Linked DNA regions of Mus musculus: regions 1 and 2 are each linked to region 3. Evidence: chromatin contacts called from public promoter capture Hi-C data. All regions are on one chromosome and are shown on one strand. The core of a region is the stretch at or near the end of the contact, and the rest is flanking DNA. Distances in the headings are between cores, read along the strand shown.

Evidence for each region. Capture Hi-C pulls out chosen DNA fragments and counts their contacts.
Region 1: a contact with region 3 is called in a promoter capture Hi-C map of adipose tissue. The contact joins the promoter of Strada here to the promoter of Ace in region 3. A contact is called at or near these places in 1 of 39 promoter capture datasets (stem cell-derived epiblast-like cells), 1 of 115 datasets of contacts at active chromatin or transcription factors (large pre-B cells) and 2 of 9 other capture datasets (adipose tissue and liver).
Region 2: a promoter capture Hi-C map of pancreatic islet shows a contact between it and region 3. The contact joins the promoter of Limd2 here to the promoter of Ace in region 3. A contact is called at or near these places in 4 of 39 promoter capture datasets (cranial neural crest, hippocampal neurons, stem cell-derived epiblast-like cells and 1 more), 3 of 484 Hi-C or Micro-C datasets (all in embryonic stem cells), 6 of 115 datasets of contacts at active chromatin or transcription factors (embryonic stem cells and pancreatic cancer cells) and 4 of 9 other capture datasets (adipose tissue, embryonic stem cells, liver and 1 more).

The regions. Positions count from the first base shown.
Region 1 is chr11:106,190,814-106,195,417 of GRCm38.p6, forward strand. Strada (STE20-related kinase adaptor alpha) reads right to left here and starts at 2,790. Exons shown (of 13, transcript NM_001252448.1): 1 at 2,653-2,790.
Region 2 is chr11:106,157,185-106,161,663 of GRCm38.p6, forward strand. Limd2 (LIM domain containing 2) reads right to left here and starts at 2,992. Exons shown (of 5, transcript NM_172397.4): 1 at 2,867-2,992; 2 at 2,164-2,258; 3 at 1,978-2,022; 4 at 1,751-1,890; 5 at 1-1,649. The coding sequence starts at 2,205. The coding sequence ends at 1,490. It overlaps Gm10840 (collagen alpha-1(I) chain), which reads left to right and starts at 2,204. Exons shown (of 2, transcript XM_030246469.1): 1 at 2,204-2,274; 2 at 2,576-3,975. The coding sequence starts at 2,204. The coding sequence ends at 3,377.
Region 3 is chr11:105,965,619-105,969,754 of GRCm38.p6, forward strand. It overlaps Ace (angiotensin I converting enzyme (peptidyl-dipeptidase A) 1), which reads left to right and starts at 2,330. Exons shown (of 25, transcript NM_207624.6): 1 at 2,330-2,627; 2 at 3,289-3,456; 3 at 4,083-4,136. The coding sequence starts at 2,364. It overlaps Gm11651 (predicted gene 11651), which reads right to left. Exons shown (of 3, transcript NR_104047.1): 3 at 1-958.

The sequences.
Region 1 (4,604 bases), core at 1,540-4,039, 230 kb after region 3:
AAAAATAGCCTAGAGAAAAGCAAGCTGTTTAGAAAACCCCTTTCCTGGAGTCTGTGGCAGTAGGAACACCAGGAACAGATAAGTGGCTAAGAATGAACTATGAAATAATAAATAATTATATCTTTAAAATATTAAAAAAAAAAAAAAAAGAATGAACTATGAAGCATGTACAGCCCAGCCCAGCCCAGGCTATCTAGTTCATTCTTTACCCTTGGAACTCTTTGCTTTAAGACAGGGTCTCCTACACACAAAGCCACTACGTAGCTGACAGTGATCTTGAACTTGATTCTGCCTCCATGCTCCTCATTGCTAGGATTACAGGCCTGCACCACCAAGTATGGCTGGGGACTATCTTTTACAAACTCTCCTAGATATGTGGTTGTGTAGTCCCTGACTGAAAACTGCAGAGACTTAATACCTTATCTGAGAGCCCATTCTACAGCTGATGTGTGTTTGTGTTTTTGAGTGTTCGGAAAATGATTAATATGCCACGGAGCCAATGCCAGAAAAGGAAAAGTTTGGAGGTAGAAGTGGCTTTAGTGGAGGGGTAGATTAAAATATTTATTCATTTAATGTATAAGAGTGTATAGTGGCTGGGCGTGGTGGTGCATGCCTTTCATCCCAGCACTCCGGAGGCAGAGGCAGGTGGATTTCTGAGTTCGAGGCCAGCCTGGTCTACAAAGTGAGTTCCAGGACAGCCAGGGCTATACAGAGAAACCCTGTCAAGGAACAACAACAAAAAAAGTGTATACTGAAGGCTTGCAGGAGGGGTGCACATCAGATGTCTTCCTCTGTTGATCTCTGCCAAGTTCAAGTTTAATGAAGGTTGACTAATGTTGAGGATTCTATCTTCCAAGAAGCAGGGATAGCAATTTGTGAGAAAAGTAGTACTTGATGTTTAAAAGGAGGTTAGAGATGGCTTGGTGGATTTAAAGATCACCAGCTAAGGCTGTAAAAGTGGCAGAAATCCACAGCTGAGAATGATAGCTCATGTGTGGATTCTCAGCCCTCAGTAGACAGAGACAGGAGGATCAGGAATTCAACATCACACTTGGCTACAGTCTCTTTTGAAAAAAAGAAGAGACAGAGTGTAGTCTATAGACTCCACTTCCCTTTTTGTCCCCAGTCTATTGTTGACACTCAGTACCCTCTATTACAGCAGCGCTCCCACTAACCACCTACATTCCTCACCTTAGCTTTTTCCCCTCAAGGCAAGGTTTCTCTGTGTAGCCTTGGCTGTCCAGGAACTCACTCTGTAGATGAGGCTGGCCTCGAACTCACAGAGATCCGCCTGCCTCTGCCTCCCGAGTGCTGGGATTAAAGGCATATACCATCATGCCTGGCTCTCACATTAACTATTACACTTACCAATGTGTGTATATGTATGTATATATGTGTATATATATGTATGTGCTTGTGTGTGTATGTATGTATATATTTATGTGTGTACCTGTTTCTATGCTTGGTGAAGCTAAAGGACATTGTGTATTCTACTCTATCACTCTGGACACAGGCTGACAGCCAGCAAGCTCTGGTGTTTCTCTTGTCACAGGCTCATGGCCACACATGGCTCTCTACATGAGTTCTGGAGACGGCAGCATATCTTCCTATCTACAGAGACACCTCTCCAACCACCCAACCATACTATCGCCTCATTATCTCTCCCACTACAACAGGTACCGATAGGAGAATTCACTTGTTCTGACAGACTTTTTTTTCTTCTATTTTTACCGCTGGTCCTCCAAACTTTATGTCGGAGGTCACAACTATAAACCCAGCCAAAAAATCTTCTAAGAAACCTAATTAAAGGGTGAAGAGAGTTGACCAGTTTCCGTACTATAACTAATGGTTAAACTATTAAGTTCCTGCACTACGGCAGAAGCAAGTTAGCAATTTTCTTTTTGGTAGTGTGGAGAATGGAAAGCAAGTCCGCACTGATGTTAATCAAGAACTCAGGCGCTGAGCCACGCCCACAGTCTCAAATTTGGTTAATCAACCCTCAAGGATCTGAGTCAGTCTCAGGTGTTGGGTACCTCCGGATAAGGTTATCAACTATCATGAAGACCCATCCAAACACTGGAACATAGTTCTACTTCAACGGGTATTTCAGTAAGACCGAGTCCAACCGTCTGGGAGAAAGGGGTCAAATTGAAGTACCTTAGGGTCTTAGCAGAAGACTGAGTTGAGAAGTTATCTATTTCCTAAAATTATGAACAATTTTATTTAGCCACTCCCCTTCTGTCATGCTCACTCTCCGCCACCATACTCGGTCCCCAAAACTGCTGGGACACTTAAGACAACACATTTAGAAACTCTTCGTTTTGACCAAAGCAGAGAATAGCTCTGATCTTGCTTCCGTATGAGAACTCAACCCCATTTGGAAGCCCCGGAAAAGGTGGGGAGGCCATGCGGTAGCTAGCCTCTCCGGTCCGGCAACTCTGCTCAGCATCTCCCCAGCCAGGCCCAAGCCTAATTTTGCTCTCAGGCTGTAACCTCAATGCGGGAACCCAGAACCCAGGTTAAATGAGGGCCAGAGGAGGGCGAGGGTGAGCCGGGATGGCCACTTGAGGCTCACCCCCGAGGACACGGACTCGGAGTCTGGCAAGAGGGATTATCCCTGGGAGCGCACCAGGCGGCTCCGCCACCGGGTACCTGGTCTAGGAGTCAGAGCGCAGTACCGACTCCGTCTCGGCTCCGCCTCCTCAGTTTTGTAGCCGCGCTGCCGCCAGGCCGGTTGCTGGGAGGGAGGTACGCAACGTGACATGCGCAGTGGAGGGACCCAGGGAGACTGGCCGAGCCTCGCCCCTCCCCTTCACGGAACAAGCCCCTCCTACTCCCGCCCCACGGAGGAAGTCCCGCCCCTCCCCTACGGAGAAGCCCTGCTTTGCCCCACCCAAGAAGGGAGCTCCGCCTCTTGCCTCCAGCAGAGGAAGTCCTGCCTTGCCCGGTTCTCAGAAGATGCTCCGCCTTACCCCCTGCCCACTAAGGACTCTGCTTCGTCTCGCCTCGCTTCACCCCACCCATCCCAGTGGAGGAAGCTCCGCTTTTCCCCAGAGAGAGCTTCTGCTTCCATCCCACGTTACCGTTACCGGACATGCTAGACCCGCAGTCGCTTCGTCAGGGAGAGAGTTATTAACTAGTCTTTTTTCCCCTTTGCTGAGGTCGTTCCTTATCTAGGACGAAGGCAGGTTTCCCCACGTATGTGGAAGCGAAAGACCTTGTCATTGTTGCAGTTCCAAAGGACCCTAGAGTCTCCCTCGAGTCTCTGTACCCCTCCTAACCCAGCAGCAAGAAAAGGGGCAAGGGCTAACTATAGCTATTGACTTGGCTACCAGGGGTATTCCCACCCCTCATCCCACACTCTGCGGTTCCCAAATCCCAGGTGCCATTTCACCTGGTAGGACTCCAATTGAAAAACAAGTCTTTCTTGGGTCAGTCTCAGGCAATAGAACAACAAAGAGGAAACTTACCCTTTGTGCCCAAAGTTCCTTCTCCTTAAAGCACAGAAAATAGCTCAACTAAACGAGAGCTATGGTTTGTTTTTTGTTGGGGTTTTTTTTTTTTTTTTTTTTGTCCCTAAGTGCTTCATAACTATTTTTTGGTAGTGAGGTATTTTTGAGATAGTGTCGCATGTAGTCTGGACTGGCCTTCAGATCAGCTTCCCTCTGCCTCTGCTGGGATGGGATTAAAGACTTGGTGGTATGTCCTCTATTAGCAGAAACCTGTGATGAGTTTGCCTTTATGAAAAAAGACAGCAGGGGCCAAACCATATAGGACTAATAAAATGAGGACTCCGTTTTATCATGAAGTGATTTTTAGTCACTTCAGTTACTGTGGAGTGAGGGCCCAATACATCTGTGTACATACTGTCAAGTAATGAATACTTGTTTTTTTTCCTGTCTCAGATTTATACCAGTCGACTAACTTCCAAGAATTTTAAGTTTGGCCACATCATACAGGAACTTGGAAACGCACACTACCCTCACCTGAAGATCTCAATGTTTTACACACAGCTGTAACCTTGCCTAGTGCGTTTAACATGCCAAATTTGTTCTCAGTCTCACCACATTTCATCATCAAACAAACATCACGAACTCACAAAAAGCAAGGGGACTGGAGGAAAATGCAGTTTCTGCCAGTTCACATGGTCTTTGGAATCCAGAATATTAGGGAAAGCAATACCTGAAAAGGTGTCAAGCTTCGGTTTTTATTTTTTCATATGTTGTGTGTGTACTTGTACTTGAATGTACTTGTGTGTGTGTGTATGTGCGCGCAGAAGCAGGCGGAGGAACTGGATGGGGTGACAGATAGTTGCCGGTGCTTGATCCTTTCCAAGAGCAGCAAATGCATCTTTCTGCTGACCCAGCTCTCCAGCCCCAAACTCTGAGACAGGGTCTCACATCTAGTCCAGGCTAACCAGACTGGCCTTAAATTTGGTAAACCCCGTCTCTTCTGGGATTATAGGTGTGAACCACTGCGCCGGGCTCTAATTGCCAAGGCAACCTCAAATTGAGTTTTTCTTTCTCCTTTCTTTCCCTTCCCCTTCTTTGGACTGTACTAGACATTGAACCTAGGGCTTCACAGCATTCTGGACAAATGCCTGA
Region 2 (4,479 bases), core at 1,742-4,241, 190 kb after region 3:
CCTGAAGGAAGTCTACAGTGATTCACCCATTAGCAAGACCAGAGGCCGGGCTGCCTAGCAGCCTTTGACCTCTTGCTTACCGATTCATCTGTCCCATAGGCAGTTTGCAGAAGCCAGGAAAATAGGGCTTGGGGCGAGACAACTCAGACTTCCACTGAGGGAGCATCTTCACACTTGCCTTGTGCTTCTGCTGTGTGATGTCGTCCCTCAGTGTGCATGAACTCTGAGGAGCGCAAAGTTTGCCCCTGGAGGTCCTGGCACAGTAGCTGTGACATCCCACTTCATACAAGAGGCTCCAGGAAGATGACAGTCATGAGGAGAGAAGGTGGAAGACGTTGTACTGGCAGCACTTGATAGGCTATGGATTCCTACCATTCTTTGCAGATTTCTAGGGTAAAGGACTAGGAGGAAATTGGACAGCTGGAATCAGCTAGCAGAAAGGCAGACACTAAGGTCTTGGCCAAGTCAGAAAGGTTCTCTTCTGTACTCAAGTGTAGTGAATTAACCTCTGAAGAACCGAAGCCAGGCATGGATGACACAGGCCTTTTTAATCCCAGCACTTTGGAAGCAGAGGCAGGCAGATCTCTGTGTTCTAGGCCAATCAGAGCTACAGTGAGACCCTGTCTCAAAAACCCAAAACATTTGTGTGGTTGCAAGCCAGTGTGCCTGGCTACTCTGGGACGAGGATACACAGTGGGATTTCAGGTTTGACAGCTTAACACCCCAAGGTGGCACAGACCACCAGCCCCTTTAAGGCCAGGAGTATTGTGGGCTGTCCTCCATTCCCCTCGCTATGAGGAGTCTGCTGCATGCCTGCCACAAAGCATCCCCATCAGGCCACACAAGAGAGTCAAGAGCTGTTTAAATGTTTTTAAAAGAGGGTTGATCACAACAGAACAGCACAACAGATGGAGGAGCATAGCTACTGCCGACCCTGTCAGCTGAGGCTCTAGCAAGAGCTTTAGCTTTGTGGTGCAAGGGACCCCCAGACCCTGAAGGCTGCAGGCTGTCTTGCCTCTTCCCCAGCCCTCCCCCCTCAGCGAGGTGGCATCTATGAGGCCCAGTAGATGGCACTCTCCCTCTTCCAGTCTCTGTGGCTCATTACCAGGCTAAGGGGCAGAGGTAGATGGGGAGACAAGGGGGTACACAAGGCCCAGGTGGCAGTGAGGGAGCTTGGGACCCTGAGGAGGGCATGCTGACTCCTTGCTGGAGAAAAGGCACCTAAGTAGGGAAGCTGGGCTTGTGGGCCTCCCAGGGAGCCGTGGGGTGAGATGAGGTGGACTAAAGGACACAGTATGGTGAAAATTCCAATTCTGGTTCCCAACGCCAACCTCCCATGGGAAAAGTAAGGAATCCTGGAGCAGAGCCTTATGCCTGAAACCTGTGTGAGGGAGCCTCATCCTCTCCCACCCCGCGCCCCCGGGTTAATCTCCTTTCCACTGCCCAGCGGGAGGCCATGTGCTGGGAGGGAATGGGTGTTAAAGGGGTCTCAGGCCGTCTTGGTGCCTGAGTCCACCTCCTTGTGGGCCCAGAGCTCCTTGTGCTGTTTACGACCAAACCCTTCATCGTAGTTGCCTTTACTCTTAAACAGCTGCTGAAAGTGAGGTCTGCAGTAAAATTCACCGTGCATTGCAGCATAACTGCCCAGGCTGTGGAAGCAGAGAACATCTGGGTCAGTCTGGGGCAGGGCGGGAAGGTAGGGTAAGGGTGGGCAAGTAGGTGGGCAGGCCGGGACAGGGCAGGAGCGCACCTGAGTTTGGTGTGGCAGTGTTTGCAACAGAAACAAGAGTTGTGGAAAATGAGCTTGTCTGCCACCAGCCGCTCCATCGGGTACACAGTCTTCTGGCAGGCTGCACAGGTCTCCTTCACCTGAGCCCGCAAGCTAAAGGACTGTGGAGTAGGAGCAGAGTACACTTAGCAAGAAGCCGGGTTAGCGCCGACCCTTTCCTCTGCCCACACCCACCCTTAGGACCCTACCTTAGACCGCTGTACCGTGCTGCTGCCACTGCTGCCTTTGGCTTCCTGGGGGAAGAGGAAGAGTCAGAGGGGTCAGCTCTCCGGTGGCCCAGCCCACATCCCAGGGGCACTCGAGGTGGCACAAGGTGCCAAGCAAACAAGCTGCTCTTGTCCCCTTGACTCCTCCCCACCTGGCTGGACACCTACATGAGAGGGGGTGGCCTGGGCGGCTCCGGCAGCTTGGAACATGGCTCTTCAGAGGTGCTTGGTGGCCCTGGAGGAGATGCCGAGCCAAGAGGGTTCTGCAAGGGGAAGTCAGTCAGTGGGGCCCCATGAGCCCTCCCCCACTCTGCAGGCTGGGGTGTTTTTAGGCAGGGGGTTGGGGGGCTGCGGTTGGGACTTTCCCTAAGTCATTTCCTGTTGCTCTGGGTCTTGCCACTTCCGCCCCTCACCCACCCCCAACAGCCTACCCGCCCCTCATACAGCCCCCAAGGGTTAGGGGGTCCCTGAGTGGAAACATATGTGGAGACAGAACAAAGTTAGCGAGAGTGGCCGGGGACAGGGGCTCCACGGTCTTTGCCTGTGGGAAGCACAGGCAGAGACCCCGCCTGGGATGAAGGGAGGTCAGCAGAGGTCTGGGCAGGGTACCGCCAGACCCGCGCGCCCCCTCACCGGGCTTAGACGTCCAGCCCCTAGACAGTGCTGGGCCCGACCTCCTGCCTGGCCAGGCTGCGCTGCCTCCCGCGCCCGCTCTTCGGGACCCCAGACCCCGAAACCCCACCCCACCACGAGCCGGCCCTACGGGACCGACGCGAGCCTCGGGATCCCCGCGAGCGCAACGCGCGAACCGCCAGGCGGCGTCGGCCCCGCAACGCTCCGCGCCCCTCCCCCCGGCCGCCGTGGGTCTCACCGGGCCCGGCCTGCGCCGCGGGGCGGGGGTCGGTCGCTGCGGGACCGCCTCGGGTGCAAGTGGCGCGGGCGCGAGCTGCCGCCGCTGCCAGTGGTCCCCGAGCGGCAGCCGCCGCCTCACCGCGGCGCCGCCCCCGCCGGCCCCCGCCCCGCGCCCGCCCATTGGCTCCGCGCGCCCGGGGCCGCCTCCGGGAGAAGCCGCCGCCGACCCCCCTCTGTGCTTTGTCTTTCCCTTGCTCGCCGTCCCCCCGCCTTTGTCTGCCCCCACATCGCTTTCACAGCCCGCGCTCTCCCGCCTCCCGGAGCCAACCTCCTCTGCCGCTCGTGGAGAAGGGACGACGGCGGGGACCGAATCGCAGATCTCGGGAGGAGACGAGTTCAGCCTGCGATCGACACGCAAGGCTCTTCCGGCGCGGACCTTCAGAAATGGCCTGGGCCTTTACTGCCTCGGTTTACCCGTTAGCCGTTGTGAACGCAGTCCCATTAGCTCCGCCCCCTTCTTGCGCTCTTAAGACCCAGTAGTTTGAGGCACCCCACTGTGGGGACTCGGGAGGCAGGTCCACTGGCAGCCACGGAGTCCTACAGAGGAAGATGGAGGCGGCTCGTAGTCCCTCCGTATACCCCGATGTTAGGCCAAGGGAGCCGGCGGTGGGCCCATGTCACTACTGAAGGGGTGTGACAGATCCGCTATCCGAGAACTGCAGCCTTGTGGTTTCCGAAATCACCAGCCCCCTTAAGCTCGACATCCTAAATGGTTTCTGTGACCAGATTTTGTGGGATTAGTAACCTCGGGCCTTGCCATGGCCCAGGTCAAGCCCCTATCTGAAAGGACCCACTTCCTTGCATCAAGCACACCTTGTTCCACCGAAGGGAGCAGAGAGCCATTTAGGCTGGAGTTGTTTAGAGAACAAAGTGCAACAAGAGCTGCTTTTGCCGCTCCGCCCCAGCCCACTGCACAGCAGGTTGAGGGGAAGGACTCTAGGCAGCAGCATCTAGGGCACAGACTTCTGCTGAGGGCTTTGCCTGAAGCCCAGCTGGAGACTGTCTTCACACAGCCCTCGGCGACATATTTCCACACCCCTGTAACAGGAATAAAACTGGTGGCTCTAGCGCAGGCCCACGCGTGTCAGGGAACAGAACAACTTACCGCCTCCTGCCTGGCAGGGGAACAGGGAGGCAGCAGGCAGCATCACCCATCCCCACCCGCGCCCCACTGTGGTGCTAATGCACCCACGCTGAGCTTCGCTTTTCTCCCTCAGCCTCAGGTCGATGTTTGCCTGCACTGAGGCTCAGCCTGGACTTCGTAATGGGTGTTCCTCCACAACTAGGGGTGACTCTTCCTAGGAAAAATTATCCACACCTATCATCAGATTCTCCAAGGGAGCTGTTTTGTACAAGAAGGGTGAAGCCCTTAGGGACACCAGGCAGCTGCTCCGGGGCACTGATTGGCAGCCCGCCCTGCTGGGACCATCTGTGGGCAGAGCTGGAGAAAGCTACCACAGTCAGCAGTTAGCTAGGAGGAGGAAGGATCGAAAGCAGCTAACTGTGGGCCCACGCCAGCGTTCTGAGTTCGAAGCCACCCAGGGCTACAAGTCATATCCTGGTACACACGGA
Region 3 (4,136 bases), core at 1,080-3,579:
AGTTTATTTTTAAGGATTTTCCCTCGGCTCTGTAGTTACCAGTAACTGGAAAGGATTTAAAGGGTGAGAGATTGGCGGCATGAGCACAGGTGGGCAGGATCTGCACAACTCCTCACTGGCCTCATCCTAATTAGATCTTCCTGCAGGGTTGGGGGCCTCCTCCACAGTCTGTGGCACCTGGGAGCTGACAGGGGAAAGAGAACCTTACCACTTCCCTACCTCCCGGGGATATCTAAACGTCAAATTATACCACTCACACATAAGGGTACAGAAACATCCAACGTGCAATACAAGTGTAAGGTATATTTTCCTTATGTTCCCTCTCCTTCATGTACAAGACCCTAAAAATAGAGAAAGTTATTTTTAACTTTGATTTATCACGATATTCAATGTATTACTGTAAATTCCAAATTGGTGGGGTTTGGTTCTTCATAGATCGCTCTTGCAGAGACCGGGAGCTCCCTGCCAGGGGCATGTGCTCGAACGCCAGTCATTCATGTCACCCTTGTGCTCCCTTCTTTGTGACAGGTGCATGCTAAGCTCTGGGAAACCCACAGAGAATAAAGCAGATTGATAGAGTCTGTATCCACTCCCCCAAAAGTATGGCATAGTGGAAAGCCCTGTGCTTCAACAAGCTCTTACAATACATTGTCACCTTGAGGGAGGAGGAGGGTGACGACTCCAAGTACCCAGGCTATCAGTAAGCAAGGTTAGATTATTTTATCACAGTAGTGAGCCTTTGATTTCATCACGTCTGTAAGGCAGAGCTGTTCATTCCTGAACTTAGTCCCTAATCGGAGAGTAAAGAGGATGTCACACTGCCACACAGCTGGGCCTGAGAATGAGCCAGCAGAAAGCACAGCCTGCTCTTCCACTGTCTGGCCTGGTACTCAGGAGCTCTTCAGAGACAGTTGGGCCTCCAGCTCCACCCTGTCTTTCTCTCTCCTTGCTTTCAGTTCTGTTTCTGACAGAGGGGGAAAAAAGAAAAAGAAAAACAAACAACACAAATCAGATGCGCTCAATACAAGCTAAGGCCTGTACTTACCCCTGCCCACCCACCCTCCTCTTTGGGATCCTCTTTCTGAACTCCATAGGTACCACTCTCAGAATCCCCTCCTAACCCTCCACCAGTACAGCCTGCTTCCTCCAGAAACACAACAGCTCACACAAACCCACAGCCCTCAAATCCTGGGAGCCCAAGCAATATGGACCACCTAAGTTCTCAGCAGGTGGCCCCTTGCTCCTTCCTCCTTTCTCCATCTCTACCCGTCCCCTGGGACCTCTTTGGGAGCAAGTCACCTGACAGGCCAGCACAGTCTCACTCTGAGTCCTTGCAGGTCACACAATCTCCCATGTGAACTCCATCACCCCATCTGGCAAGGACAAGGGTCCGCCCACCTCTTTGGGGGCACAGCCCTGGTGCTCAGAGGTTAACTTCACAGGCTGCTGATGCATTTAGAGGACCTGATTCTCCTTCCCCCAGGCCTGTCACTTTGAGGGACGGGTGGAGGAGACAGGGAAATGACTGGGAGTGTGGAGACCTGAGGTGACTTGAAGCCAATCTGTCTCAGGGGTAATTTCTCCATTTTTAAAAAGCAGGGGGTTGTTGTAATCTCTAAGGCACATTTTTTTTTAGCTTTCAGAGCGTGCAACTGCGAGGTTCTAGGGCTCTGTTGGGACCACACATGATGGTTCTTGTGAGTTGAACAGCTGTGTATCCAAAGAGTAGGGGCAGGCATGCCAGTGCTGATGGCCTAGTCTATGGCTCCCCCTCATAGAGCAGAATAGACTCTATTTCGAGGCATCCCAACAACCGAAGCCCAAGGTGAACTGGTTGCTGACATCTGCAGCACCTAGCCAAGGCGCCTGTCAGGACAGCTAAACTTCCCGCGCCCACGCAGGCGACCCCTTTCCTCCATGACCTGGCAACCTTAAGTCCATCCCGGTGGCACCAGCCTGCCACCCCCGCCCCCTTGTCACTCAAGAGCCCGGAAAGGCTTGGAGGGTTATGCCAAGCCTGCTGGGCTCTGTGGCCTGAGACTACGTGGTGGCGGCCAGAGGGCACGGTTGGGCCGCAGCAGTGTTTGCAGCGGGCAGGGACCCTTTTCTAGCTTCCTCTGAGAGAGCCCGATCTAGCCCCATTTCTCCATCCAGGCTGCTCCCTGGCCCCACAGGGCTCTCCTTGCCCAGGGCGGGCGGGGAATCAGCCGGGTTCGCGCTGCCGGGGACTTTGGAGCGAGGAGGAAGCGCGGAGGGGCGGGGAGGTGGGGGTGTGTCGGGAGGCGGTGGTGGCTGGGTTTTATAATCCGCAGGGCGGTCGCGGCACGAGAGAAGGGGCAGCGCCGCACCGCGCGCACCGCGCCATGGGGGCCGCGTCCGGCCAGCGGGGGCGGTGGCCGTTGTCGCCTCCGCTCTTGATGCTGTCGCTGCTGGTGCTGTTGCTGCAGCCGTCGCCCGCCCCGGCACTCGACCCTGGATTGCAGCCGGGCAACTTTTCCCCGGACGAGGCAGGGGCGCAGCTTTTCGCTGAAAGCTATAACTCGAGTGCCGAGGTGGTGATGTTCCAGAGCACCGTGGCCAGTTGGGCGCACGACACCAACATCACGGAGGAGAACGCGCGACGCCAGGTGGGTGCCCGGGCCCGGGCGGGGGCGGGGCGCAGCAGGACGCAGCGGCCAATCACAGGCCTGCGGTCCGTCGCCTAGGGCGGACAGCAGACGCCAGAACCCCCCCGCCCCCCAGCCTCAACCCTGAGCACTGAGGTCCCTAATGGGACCCCTGCCATTAGGCCGGACCCTCCCACCCGCTCTGCGCATTAGACAGGCAATGATGCTCCAGTACGGGCTGGGCACGTGATCCAAGCCAACACAGGAATGGAGTGGATGAAGCTGGCTCCTCAGAGGCCAAAATCCTCCCGAAGCGGCATCAAGGGTTGGGGCGATGGCTGTCTGCGTACAGGGTACCCAGCTTGGCTGCAGAGCCCTTGCCCTCTGGCATTTGCCTGATCTCCTGTTGAGTTTCTTTCCCTGGCCCTCCACTCACTGTCCCCTACTTTGGCCCCAATTTTCTCCTTCATTGTTCCCTTTGAACTAGATTCCCACACTTTCCAACCAGAGGGCTCAGGAGGAGGGGTGCTGCCCCTGCAAGCTCATCCCCAGGACAGGATCTCTGCAGGAACAAGGGGTCCGGAAGCCCTTAGCCTACCACTGCTCTCTCAGTTCTGTAGTCTCTCCTACCTGAGCCTCTTTCTAAGCTGGGCTACTCTTTCTACCCTCCTGGTGAGCACAGGAGGAAGCGGCCCTGGTCAGCCAGGAGTTTGCAGAGGTCTGGGGCAAGAAGGCCAAGGAGTTGTATGAGTCCATTTGGCAGAACTTTACTGACTCAAAGCTGCGAAGGATCATCGGATCTATTCGGACCCTAGGACCTGCCAATCTGCCCCTGGCCCAGCGGCAGCAGGTGGGTCTGAGGGTGGAGGCAGAACTTGAGCTCCCCGGGTGCCTATTGTGGTTGGGAAAGCAGCCCGGCAGACCGGAAGGGACTGATAGTCTGTTTGGACCTTGGCTATCAGGAATCTGGGGAGACAGAGTGCTGTTCATGGGCTTTTCCCTCCAGATGCATGGTGTGACAAGTCACTTTGTATTGTGGAGTAGAAAGCCAAACGCGGGAGCTGGCGGGTAGCTGAACTAGTGTGAGGCCCTGGAGTTCATACTCAGAATTGTATTGCACATACAAAGAGAGATGTGCTCTCTCTCTCTCTCTCTCTCTCTCTCTCTCTCTCTCACACACACACACACACACACACACACACAGCACAAAGGCCAGGGGATAGCAGGGATTCATGCCCGCTGTGAGCTGGAGACCAGCTGATGCTTGCCTCGGCTCTCTGGTCAGTGGGTACCACCTGCAAAGGCTGCTTGCACTGAAAGGGGCACCAGTATAGTAGGGGTTGGAAGAACTGGGTGGCCTTGTCTGAGTCACATCCTTCCTCCAGGCCGCTTTTTCCTTCCAGCCAAAGGGGTGGGAAGATTAACTCCAGGGGCTAATATTTGGTCACTAATATTTCCTCAACTCCAACTTGGCAGTACAACTCTCTGCTAAGCAACATGAGCAGAATCTACTCCACTGGCAAGGTCTGC